Regions from separate parts of the Hordeum vulgare genome. Here region 1 is linked to region 2. Evidence: chromatin contacts called from public Hi-C data. All regions are on one chromosome and are shown on one strand. The core of a region is the stretch at or near the end of the contact, and the rest is flanking DNA. Distances in the headings are between cores, read along the strand shown.

Region 1 (2,700 bases), core at 34-2,533, 320 kb before region 2:
CCGAAGATACCAAATCAACCTTTTGATCCCCAGGTCCACTGGAATATGCATCAAGCTGCATATCTTCACTGACACCAGAAGCGCGCGGCGAAGATCCCAAGGATGACCACATAGCAAACATCTGCTGTGCGGACGAATCGTTCAGTAACGAGAATAGCTGATCAGCTATCGAAGGGCTGCCACAGAGCTCTGAGTACCCATCAAAGTTCATCATGGCCGTAACGCCATATGGATCATCCGACGGGCTGCCGACGCTTCCATTGCATCCAGCACGGCTGGACTGTGAAGGCAGAGGCACATCCATGGCTGTGCTGCACTCGGTTGGTTCCAGATACTTATCCACTCCTGTGGGACAATAAGGTTTCGGTGTGCTGTGTTGGGGAGCAGATAAAGAAGGGTCGCAGCAGTGTGCGTCCTGTCAAAGCAGAATCTTCGTACTGCAACACATGGACTGATTTAATAGGCAGAATCTGAACAGGAGACTGCTTTTCTTCCACTGAATCGATACAGTGACTGCGCACACTCCAAGACTCCTAGATCAGCAGTTCATCATCGGCACAAGAACTCAACTCAAAAGGTCAAACCTTTGGATGAAAAAGCAGCTGCAGAAGCCCTGTTTTCTGACGAAGGAAGGAGCGAGCGCACAAGACAGAAGCTCGGTAATCAAAGACGCTCTATATTCTGAAAATTGAGCACGGAGGCAACCAAAAGGAGGAGATTCCGGAAGATTATTCCCCCAAAATCAGCCGCCGCCTGAAACAGCTTCACCAAATCAGCTCCTCTGACGAAACAAAATTCGGCGTAACTCAGAACCTCCAATTCGAGCCGGCAGAGCCAACCATGTCCCGGCTGGGCCCAATCACCAGACCACACGGAACTGGAAGCCTCCAAGCCCCAGTTCCGGAACCATTTGCTGGTCCCAAAAAAGCCCGGCAGCCTCCGCCGCCGCCGATAGCGCCAACCCGGACGGAAGCAACCTAGCGGCGGCCGCCACTCCTCGGCTGGCGGCGGGGATAAGGACGACGGGTTGACGAGGAGGCGGCGCGGCGGCGCAGATCTGAGGAGACGGCGGGAGGGGAGAATCGGAGGCTGCTAGTTGCTGGGAGAGAGAGGAGGCGAGGCTTGGATTGGAGGTTGGAAATTCTCTAGCCCGGTCGCTGGCTTTGAGCTAGAGTAGTTGTTTTTCTACTCCCCCGCAGCGGATTCTTCCCGGCTCGGCTCACGCTCACGGCCGCCCTCTTTAAATGATAAATTATTAACTCGGCTGGCTGATTTTTTCTGGCCTTGGGTTCTCTTCCTCTGTTTTGGCACAGGAAATGGTAGTGGTATCGCAAACTCATACGGAACGAATTCCTCTGCTGCAGCAAGCTTGACGCGGCCTGATTTGTCGCTTCTGCCAAACCGAGAGTAGCTCACATAATTACCTTTCTTCTGATGGAGTTGGTTTACTCGAATTTAAATCTTAGATTGGCATGGGTACTTTTAATATTTTAAATTTATTTTAGGTCATTCGACGATGGGAGATGACGTCCTTTCCCTCGACAATCCCTTGCTACAAGCACATGTGCTGAGCTCCTCAATCTCAAAATGCGTGGATTCGGTCTTCGTAGGTAATTGTACGGATAGATTGTGTGCACGCGCTTTTATATAAATGAGTATTTGTGAAAGTTTTGTTGTTGTGCTATGTTTTTAAAGAGTGGTGCCATTTCTAGGATTTAATTTAAGATGTTTTTTAAGGAAAAGACGTCGGTCCATTTCGATAAGAGTTTCGATTTTGAATTAATAAAGCTATCAACTGATCAGGATTACAAGAACATCACATTACAAAAGAGGTGCAAAGCAAAGCGGAAAGAAAGATACGAGGCAGTAGGCAGAACAATACAAAGGCACCAGCAGTAGCGCTGGTGCCGACAACCAGCATTACGCCCAAACTAACTAGCCAACTAAGAACACGGAAGGAGGGCCACACCAAGCAAGCATTGAGGGTCGGTTGCATCCACTGGACATACTTTGGGCAACACTTGAGTTGTCTCCGTCGTCGCAAAGGGACACTACCTGTTACGCTCCGACTAGGTACAAGGTCTGATTTCAATGGAATCTGACGAATTCGAGCTAAGGTTCCTGGGATACAGAGAGAAAAGGGGATCGGGTTGAGAGTCGCCGTCGCCGCTGCCTACTTCCTGCCTGGTCTCTCTGTTGTCGATGCCTCTGCATAAGTAGTCACGTCCCCCAGGTTTGGCCGGTGTAGCGTGGGTTGGGCTTGCAGGCCATCTGCGTCTTCTCGCGGCCTTGCTCCTCTGGCTGGGCCCCCATCTTGAGACACAGCTTGTCACCAAGCTGGAGCAGTCAGGTAGTGATGCTGGAGCTCGTCACGGTCCTCCCAAGTCGCCACTGGCGCCGGTTGATCAGTCCATCGGATGAGCACTTGTGGTACCTGACTTGTCCCCCCGGATATGAAGACGGGTGTCGATGATCTCCACCGTTTCTGGACTGTTCGCTGCTTCGGAAGGTAGCTCCTGCAGTGCTTGCTCAGTTGGTGGTAGATCTTGACGTAGCTGTGATACGTGGAAGACCAGGTGGATGATGCGTGAGGCTGGTAGTCGAAGCTTGTACGCCACTTGACCGACCCGTTGCACCACCTGAAAAGGACCAAAATACCTGAAGGAGAGTTTTTGGTTAGCTCTTGTGGCCAGGGATCGC
Region 2 (2,700 bases), core at 145-2,644:
CCGGCACGGCCTAATCGTGCTCGGGCCCGGCACGAAGCACGCCTCGGACCGTGCTTGGGCCTGGAGGCTGGGCACGCGGGCCGGCACGACACGACCCGTTTACCTTTTTATTTTTTATTTTTATTTTTTATATACATAAGATAAGAAAATCCCAATAGATCAAAATCAAACCAAAAAACAGCCCAGTATGTCAATATCGGCCCAAATAATAGCCGAACAGGCCGAAATCGGTCAAAATAACGGCCTAAAATACTAAAATCCTAGGAGGCCAACGGGCCTAGCGTGTCGACGGACCGACCCGTATAGCCCCCGTGCCGTGCTTGGGCTTGGACCCCGGGCACGTGGGCCGGCACGACACGACCCGTTTAATAAACGTGCCACGGCTAGCGGGCCGTGCCGTGCCAGGCACGATTCTAGCGGGCCATGCCGGGCCGACCCATTTGGTCAAGTATGCTCCGTATCAAACCCATCCTTGTTTTCTCATCATGCTTGGTCCTAGGTTGGTCCAAAACACATGTAGACACAAGAAAAAAAACTTGTAAAAACTACATAAAACACTAAATGTACAATGCTCACAATGATAAATAGAAATACCTATAAACATGCACAATGGACAACTATTTGGTTCAATAAAAATGATATATAAAAGAACACGCAACAAATGAGCTTTAAAAATGCGTAAAATATGATTCATGCTTAATTTTCTTCTTCTGTTAAGTTAGTTCCTATTCATAGCCGATGCATAAGTCTCGAAAAAAGCGGTGGCCATCATTTTTCAACCAAGTTGCATTTGATCTTTGCAAGGGGTGTATGTCTAACAACTCCAAAAACATTTAGCAAGTTCTGTTAATTCTTTTTTCTTCTGTCATTTATGGGTTTGTCATATATAGAGTTGCTTCCTTTTACTAGTAGTTGTAAAATCATAAAATTCTATATATTAAAATAAAATGGCCCAAAAAGACTTCAGCTAATAGCGATCATCAAGCTATGCCAATCTAAAGACCTAGCTTACTCCAATGACGAACGCCTAGAGTTTTATCTATCAAATAAGTATTAACGTTAGAAAAACAACGGAACATCATAACTAATACTCTCTCCGTCCCGTATAGTATAAGAGCGTATTATGGGACGGAGGGAGTATCGATATATAATTAGTATCCTGCCTAATATCTACATGCAATTAATACCCTACCTAATATCAATAGGCATTTTACCTACACATTTACTACTAGCAAACACTAGTTTTACACCCTAAAAGACGCTGGTTTTCCGCAAAGAAGGGGCAGTTTTGAAAAGAAAACACTGCCTCGTACCACTACGGTCGCACAGTGCGAACGGCTGCAGCATATACACCCCAAATGGATCGAGAAGATCCCCAAAATAAAAGGAAAACCTTGTTTATTCCCCACATCCACTCGTAGCGGGAAGAGGAGAGACAGGAGCTCCCCCAACACTCGCTCAGAAGCAGCAGCTCCAGCTTCTCCAGGGGAGCCAAAAATATTCGCGCCAATTGGGAGGCATGGGCGCCAACGGGCACCCGCCGCCCGCCAGCGCCGCCGCCCAGAACGGGTCCCACTCTAGCGGCGGCGGCGGCGGCGGAGGAGGAGGTGGGGGCGGGGGAGGGGGAGCAAACCCTAGCCCCGGAGGCACGGCGGCGGCGCTCCGGCACGACCCGGGCCTGTCGCGGGAGTGGACGCCGGAGGAGCAGGCCATCCTCGACGAGCTGCTCGTCAAGTGAGTTGTTGGGTCGCGCGGGTTTTGGGATTCCGTCAATTTCGATGAGGCGGAGGGTTTGAGTTCTTACTTCGGACGTCTGTGGCTATAATTCGTCGAGAACTTTGAGAATTAGCTAGGTTCTGTATCATGTATTGGAGATTACAGGTTGCCACTACCTCCTTCTGGGCTCAGATTAATCAATCTTCCCCCCCTCGGGTTGACATGTGAATATGCTTCTTCTTGAAATGGTAGGGGTATTTGGACATGTGAATAATGTTCTCACAACATATACTACCTCTGTCCCATAATATAAGAGCATTTTTTGCACTATATTAGTGTCAAAAATGCTCTTATATTATGGGACGGAGGGAGTATTATCCACCCTATCAGCCCCCGCCATAGCTGGAAGTCCTATGTATTTATATGAAAATCCCTCAGTATCGATATGCAGGACTTGGGAAATCTCCGCTCCAGAATTGTCATTAGTATTTGGGCTAAGAAATATACTTGGCTTTGCCAAACTAACCATCTGTACTGAACTTTGACAATAGGTGTCTCGTACATGTTGCAAGAAGTTGCATTTAACACATAGCTCTCATGAGAGTTAGAGAATCATCAGTAAATAAAACGTGTGATGTTTACAGATGCACTTCTACACACTCTAATCTCATCCATGCTACCAACTTTTTCTCCATACTGCAACATACTAGAAAGACCTTCTGACACCCCCTGTAGGAGTGAAAATATCCATCTCTTGAGAATTAAATCTCACATTATACCTCATTGAGCTAACACATGCCATCATCATTTCGATCAATTTCTCATGAAACCCAAGTTTCTGCATCATGCTCCTCAAGAAAAACCATTCCACACGGTCATAAAGCCTTGTGCATATCCAATTTCACTGCACATAATCCTGCCTGCCCTGATCTTTTGTTTTTAATCTTCTGGGCACACTCATAAGCAATAGGGATGTTATCAGTG

The links. Hi-C and Micro-C count contacts between places; a contact is called where the count stands out from the background.
Region 1: a Hi-C map of leaf shows a contact between it and region 2, with 5 times the contacts expected there. The contact joins the promoter of LOC123427118 here to the promoter of LOC123427117 in region 2. A contact is called at or near these places in 4 of 6 Hi-C or Micro-C datasets (leaf, seedling and an unstated tissue) and 1 of 1 datasets of contacts at active chromatin or transcription factors (embryo).

The regions. Positions count from the first base shown.
Region 1 is chr2H:543,421,646-543,424,345 of MorexV3_pseudomolecules_assembly, reverse strand. It overlaps LOC123427118 (protein NLP2-like), which reads right to left and starts at 1,283. Exons shown (of 5, transcript XM_045111074.1): 1 at 1-1,283. The coding sequence starts at 304.
Region 2 is chr2H:543,098,172-543,100,871 of MorexV3_pseudomolecules_assembly, reverse strand. It overlaps LOC123427117 (homeobox protein Hox-B3-like), which reads left to right and starts at 1,394. Exons shown (of 7, transcript XM_045111072.1): 1 at 1,394-1,734. The coding sequence starts at 1,520.